2 separate regions of the Triticum aestivum genome follow, and region 1 is linked to region 2. Evidence: chromatin contacts called from public Hi-C data. All regions are on one chromosome and are shown on one strand. Each heading gives the region's core, a stretch centred on a gene start, on an enhancer-like site or on the middle of the called end of the contact. The rest is flanking DNA. Distances are from core to core; before and after follow the strand shown.

Region 1 (3,515 bases), core at 114-2,613, 170 kb before region 2:
GCTTGTTCTAAAAAAACTCGGAAGTGTTTCATAAAGTGTTTATGCTTACTTCATGACGGTTAATTCTTATTGTAGTTCTTCATATGCACTGATACTGTGATAGTACTGTTGTAGGCTGATGCCTAGCTCATCATTCCTAGGCTAATGCGTTAATCATATGCTTCAAGGCAGCCAGTGTTCTTAGTTCATTTTCTTCTCTTTTGTTGATCACAAACCGAGCAACAAAACTAGTATAAATAAATAAAAATGAATAGACAGGTTTCCACATTTTGAAATCGAACTGTTTCAAGATGAGTAGTTGCCTTAATGTCTCTGATTTCATGTTGGTTTGTCGACCTTGGTTGATAGACCTTGGTTGGTAATGTAGGTTGTATTCTAGGGAAGAAAAACTAAACCATTTCTGAGCACCCAATAGCGGTTGAACCGGGCTGGTGCATTTTGGGGGTCAAGCTCTACGAATGTAGTATATTTGTTAATCCTTTGTTGTGTATAAGCTTGAATTCTTCATCTTTGATTTGTGAAATCCTTGGGAAGTCGGTTTGTGTAACTTGACTTGATATAGGAATTGAAGTTTACTATTGTTATGTTCTGCTCCATGACTATACTCTGATTGGTAGTCATTGATGCGCTAGTGCAGTAGTGTTCTCTCTTTGCTTTTACCCTGCTTATGGGTAACTCTGGTTGCGCTCTACTTCTATAACGGTGGTCTATATTTTGGTTGTGCTTTGTTCTGCCTCTTTGGTGGTTTAAATTCGAGCACTAACGTACGTGCTGTTGTTGTACATTGCTTGGCGCTATTCGATATCGCTGGGTTTTTCCTCTTAGATGTAGATGTTTTTTTTCCTCTTAGATGTAGATGTAGTTCTGCAGTTGTGTTGCATTCTCATCCTTCCACGATTCGTCTAGCTATTAATCTGATTCGATATGGTGTCGCGATTAAGCGGAATTGCAGCGGCTAGAACCTGCTGAGCTTGGCTACTCTGCATCCGAGTAAGCCAGGCTAGGGAATCTGGGGAGTGCGGCCATCGTGCCATGCCATCCCTCGACCTCCGAGTTGGTAGAGGCGTGTCTTCGCTGCGGGGCCGGTGGGACTGCGAGAACGCTCGGCCAGCGACTGTGGGGTTGCCGGCCCCGACAGCTGGTCAAACGCGCGCCCTGGGCACAAATCGACGGACAATCGAGTCTTCCCTGAGGGACCACGTGCACAAACACACACAATGGACGTCTAGTTCCATCTTTCTCTTCCCTGAAATCTGGACCAGATAAGCTACTGGCCAATCTCACCCTGGATCAGATCGCATCCCTAGTCAGCATGAACTGAGCGTAAACCACTCCTATATTCACACAAACAACCGAACAAAGTGTAGGCCGAGTATTATACCTGGAAACGAAAGCAAAACAAAGGCTTTGTCTCAAAAGTTGCTCCCACGAATTCCAGGAGCGGCAACAATCGCACTCACAGCCCTTCTCTTCCGGGCAAAGGCAAACCCCAAGAAACCCCAACCGGCCACCACCACCACCACCTCCCGTCCCGACCCCGAGACAAACACCTCCCACTCGCGGCCATGCCCCCCTGCCACCGCCGCTGCTGACTAGCCATCTGCGCCGCGACCGGTCAACATCTATCTCGCCGGAACATCTGAATCAACATGGACCCGGCCCAGGAGGAGCTCGAGCGCCGCAGCCGCTACCTCAGCTCGCTCGTCCGCCGCACCAGGCTCGACGACCCGCCCCAGCCGGAGCCGGAGCCGGAGCGAGAGCTCAAGGTGGAGCGGAAATCGGCGGCGGAGCCCAGCGGCGGGGAGGGCAAGGCCGCTAAGCCGGAGGCCAAGGACAACAGGGAGGCGGCGAAGGTCAAAGGGGACGCCGCGAGCGGGGAGGGGAGGAAGGTGGCGGTGCGGGTGCGCGCGGCGGACATGCCGCTGGCGCTGCAGCGGCGCGCGATCTGGATCGCCCGGGAGGTCGTCCTCTCCACGCCGCGCCTCGAGAGCAAGCGCCTCGCGCTCGCGCTCAAGAAGGTACCACTACCACCACCCCCTGCTTCCTCCTTCCCTTTCGAATTTGTGGTCCTTTAATCAGATAGATAGATCAGCAGTTTTCGTGGAGTCAAAGCTTGCTTAGACCATTAATTGCTGCAAACAACCACAGATACTAAGTAACAAAGAATCACAATCAAAGGGCCTGGGAGTAAGATCTAGCCAGAGCTTGATTCTAGCAGTATGTTCTTGCTAGCTAAAATGGTTGTGCGCTTTTGATGGTTGTGCATTTGAGAGCGAGCGAGCTGTCATACTGAACGTAGTTTGACGAAGAAGATGAAATGGGAGGCAGAGCGCTGTTGTTGCCAGATCAGATTGTTTCGATGTGTTCATTTATGGGATGTGGTCCACCATATTGCTGAAAACAATACTAATTTGTGAGATACTGAAAGCTCAGAGGGCATCCGAGGAGGATAGTTATACTCTGCTGCCACATGTAGTTTACTACTGTACTAGTTGCAAGTTGGAACCATGTTATGAGTAGAACGTGTATGCTATCTCTGAGCATGTTGTAGGAAACTGGATCGTGTGCCAATGCAGAGCTCTTGACTTTGCGCAACATGGTTGCAGTCTTGTGGAGCTAACTTGACTAGTTGGTTTTGTAAATCTGCCCTCTGTGTGTGCTGTATGTTGACAGAATTGTTGATTATAGCTGTCGAGAACTACAAGTGACATGGTCAATAGCAGGATGAGGATTGTAGGTAGAATAAGGTATGCTATTGGTGGCAAGTGGCTTGCTGACATGGCTCCACTGGAACCTTTATTACTTCAATCATTCTGTAGTTCCAAGGTCATCCGATTAAGTAATCAAGCAGCTGAGATCACCTGAGTGAGAGTGAGCAGTTTCTCATGGTTGAGCTGTTAACTCCATCATTTGATGGCTCCTGTAAGTTCAACCGAGAACTAACATACTTTAAGTTGGAGCATGGATCCTGAAATTGGAAACCTGGATATGAGCTTACGAGCGTTGGGAACTACTGCTTTTGTGTTCATTTCGGTTAGTTACTAATTGTCGTTTGTTGATGTCCTTATCTGCAATATCCTGGTGTGTACCGTAACTTGGCAAGCAAGAGCATTCACTCTGTTTTGCCTTTGACTGGTCGATTTAAAACTTTGTGAGTAGATGTCAGTGCAAGCACAGACAAGCTTCATGCATTATCTCCCCACTTCGAACAAGCTAGTGTTGAATTACAGCCTTTGAGCCATTATTTTCTTCCCCTTCTCTGTATGCATGATGAAAATGGGAACACATAGCAAGCTACTTACAGACTGCAATAAATGATCACCAAGTATTTTCAGTATTCCCCTAAACAATTGCATGCTTTCAGGTATGGCAGAGACTTTCATGTTGGTTCTTTTTTTTTTTTTTGAGGAACCAGGGTGTTGGTTCTGTACTATTATCTATAGTCAAACTAACATCATAATTCTTGTACTTTGTTGGCATGCGCTGTTGCCTTTGGTTTCCTCTTATTTCTACTT
Region 2 (3,725 bases), core at 257-2,756:
ATCACAGTTGCTTCAGCTAATGAAAATTCACAATCCCATAATTAATGAAGAATCTCTACGGGCCATCATACCTGTAGTAGTCACCCTTCATCTTAAGATAAAAGACCTTGGACTCAGGGGCAGTGGAAGACGGGACAAGGTGGGTTTCGAGCAGCTTGAGGATGCCATCACAGATCTTGCTAAGCTCAGTTTCGATCTTGCCACGGTATTCCTTGATGAGTGTGACCCGGTCCTCGTTGCCACGGCTCTCCTCCTTCTGTTCAATGGAGGAGATGATGCGCCATGAGGCACGGCGGGCTCCAATCACATTCTTGTATGCAACAGAGAGGAGGTTGCGCTCCTCCACAGTGAGTTCCTCGGAGTCGACGGTCTTGGCCACCTTCTCCATGAACTCAACCATCTCCTCGTACCTCTCAGCCTGCTCAGCGAGCTTAGCCATGTACACATTCTCCTCACGGGAAAGCTCCGCTGGTGCCGTCATCTTCACAGTTCACGATTTAAATTTTTTCTGAATGCCAAATCTGCAGGATCAAAGAGAAAAACAACAGTTAACTGCTCGCCCCAAATCATTTCTTTCCCAATATTGATATGGATATGTACAAATACATAATTCTACAATGAGTAATCTATGATCGACGCACAAATACACATGTCACGAGACAAAATTCCACAAGGAAAGCACTACTTTTTAAACAAAAAAATAACTGTAATTCTTTCCGATAGACCGCAAATACCGAAAACAGGTTTGATTTCGAATTGTGTACTGTACACTAGCATATTAAGAAGGCCAATTCTGTATATCACCGTGCCCCGCATATCCGAGGCAACTACAACCCCTGCAATACTGCAAAGCATCGGATCTAGTAATCTGCTGTAATATATCGACACGAGAGGGGGAAAACGAAGTAACGAAATTCCCGCATGCAAAACATACACGAAACCCAGGCTTCGACGGGATCCGACGTGCGGCAAATCCTATCAAACCAGTCGCGGATAGATCACAACGATCCAGAAGCAGTACCATTCACTACGCACGGTAACAATTATGTACGAAACAACAGATTTAGCCCGAGAATTCAGGCACAAGAAATCCCGTCAAAACACCGCAGATCAGGGCGACAGGAGGGGATGAAGGGGTGGGGGTACCAGTGAAGATCTAGTCGAACGACGACGATAATCGGAGGAGAATTGAGAGACGGGGAGGCGAGATTTGATTTGGGGAGGAAACGGCAGGAGCGGCTGGGTACCTGCGTCTGCGTCTGTCGCCGCTGGTCTCCTCGTCGCGCTTGGGCTTTCGAACTGGTGAGGAGGAGGCGGCGCCCGGGGGGCCTAGAAAAGCAACCCCCGAGACCCCTGCGCCCAATGGGGCCCCGACGCGTGGCCCCGCCTGTCCCCACGGCGCAGCGGGACAACCGAGGGTTTGCGATGGGGACGACCGACGACAGGCTGCCCCACGCGTCAGCGGGCCCGGGCGCGTCGTGCCGATAAGCTCGACCACCGCCGCGACAGCCTAGCGTCGTTGGAGTGGATCGGCGCGGGATGGCAAGGCGTCTCGTCACGGGGTGCGTGGCCACCCCGCCGCCCCTGCCCGGTGGGTCCGGGTGACGCGCGTGAGGAGATTTCGGCGCGTAAATGAGATTTGGGCGGGTGTGGAGCGTGGACGGACCGACTGGGCGGCGGCGCGGGGCCGTGGCGCTGACGAGGCCGCGGGGCCCGCGCGGCGGGGGGTGGGGTGGGGTTCACGTGGTGTGCGTCTGACGCAGGCGACGCGAGGCGGCGGCGGTGCGTTCGGCGCTCGGGTTGGTGACTTGGAATACGTTTTAGTCCCATGATTAAAAATAGTGGGACTAAAACTTGCTAGTCTCACCTATGTTTGGATCCAAGTACTAAAGAGACTAAAATCTAGTTGTTGAGCATTTATTATCCTCCAAACCCTCCAATCCAGAACTAAGGAGAGGAATTAAATGAGGAGAGAGAGAGCTAATACATATTTTAGTAGGTTTCCCATGACTAAAAGATTTTAGCCTCAAGACTAGTCCTAGCCTCTCTTTAGTCAGGGGGACTTGGAACTTTAGCCTCTAAAAAGACTATTTTTAGTCAGACTAAAAATAGTCCCTTGTGTCCAATCACCCTCTTGGCTCGGGCGACGCCAACGACCAGCCAACCGGCCGCCCACCTGCTCCATTCAATTCAATTTTCTTCGCCCGCCTGGGAGGGAAGAAAATGCGGCTGCGTTTTCTGTGGGCGCGGTGGTAATGGATTAGCTGTCTACCTCCCCGTCGACGCGGACGAAGACATGCCTGATTCGTAGAAAATTCAGTTCAGTTTCGGCGACTGGCAGAGAGCGTCAGATCCAAGATGCCTGGCATGGCAGGGGTAACCTTTTTTTTGGAAATGTACTATGAATTTGTTAATTTGACAGTAACATACATGAACAAATCTTTGACGCAGCCATATTTTTTAACGGGCGCGTATAATCTACTTGGCCAAATGTCCATACTACTGACACCCTCAAATGTCCCGGCCATCGAACACAATCTCTCAAAATGTCCTCAATTTCAAATATTTCAAGCACGGAATTTATACATGCAAACAATTTCAAATTAAACCTAAACTAAACCTAAATAGCAGACGGTGACATGTAATTGATATGTCATTTTGCATCATGCTTTTATATCAATATTTATTGCATTTTGGGCTGTTACTACATATTATAGCACAATGCTTATGATTTTTCTCTCTTATTTTACAAGGTTTACATGAAGAGAGAGAATGCCGGCAGCTAAAATTTTGGGCTGAAAAATGAACAAATATTAGAGACCTATTCTGCACAACTTTAAAAGTCCTGAAACTTCACGGAGAGTCATTTTGGAATTAATAAAAAATATTGGACGAAGAAAGCACCAGAGGGGGGCTACCAGCCATCCACAAAGGTTTGCACATGCATAATACTCGGGTTAAACTTGACGAGCCTAGCATGTACAGACATGGCCTCGGAACACTGGAGACTGATACGTCCATTTGCATCATGTTTTTATATTGATATTTATTGCATTATGGGTTGTTATTACACGTTATATCACAATACTTATGGCTATTTTCTCTTATTTTACAAAGTTTACATGAAGAGGGAGGATGCTAGCAGCTGGGATTCTGGGCTAGAAAAGGAGCAAATATTAGAGACCTATTATGCGCAACTCCAAATGTTCTGAAACTCCACGAAAGTTATTTTTGGAATTAATAAAAAATACTGGGCGAAGAAAGTACCAGAGGGGGCCCACACCCTGTCCATGAGGGTGGGGGCGCGCCCTACCCCCTGGGCGCGCCCCCTACCCTGTGGGCCCCTTGTCAGGCCTCCGATGCCCACCTTCTGCTATATGGTGTGTTTTGACCTGAAAAAAAAACAGAAGGAAGCTTTCGGGACGAAGTGCCGTCGTCTCGAGGCGGAACCTGGGCAGAACCAATCTAGGGCTCCAGCGGAGCTGGTTTGCCGGGGAAACTTCCCTCCCGAAGGGGGAAATCGAAGTCATCGTCATCACCAACGATCCTCTCATCTAGAGGGGGTTAATCTCCATCAGCATCTTCACCAGCACCATCTCCTCTCAAACCCTAGTTCATCTCTTGTATCTGATCGCTGTCTCAAAACCTCAGATTGATACCTGTAGGTTGCTAGTAGTGTTGATTACTCTTTGTAGTTGATGCTAGTTGGTTTATTCGATGGAAGA

The links. A called contact is a pair of places that touch in the nucleus more often than the background predicts.
Region 1: a contact with region 2 is called in a Hi-C map of leaf, with 4 times the contacts expected there. The contact joins the promoter of LOC123045682 here to the promoter of LOC123045680 in region 2. A contact is called at or near these places in 2 of 5 Hi-C or Micro-C datasets (both in leaf).

What each region holds. Positions count from the first base shown.
Region 1 is chr2B:499,463,645-499,467,159 of IWGSC CS RefSeq v2.1, reverse strand. It overlaps LOC123045682, which reads left to right and starts at 1,363. Exons shown (of 2, transcript XM_044468826.1): 1 at 1,363-2,018. The coding sequence starts at 1,650.
Region 2 is chr2B:499,292,965-499,296,689 of IWGSC CS RefSeq v2.1, reverse strand. It overlaps LOC123045680 (14-3-3-like protein GF14-B), which reads right to left and starts at 1,506. Exons shown (of 6, transcript XM_044468824.1): 1 at 1,147-1,506; 2 at 72-521. The coding sequence starts at 481.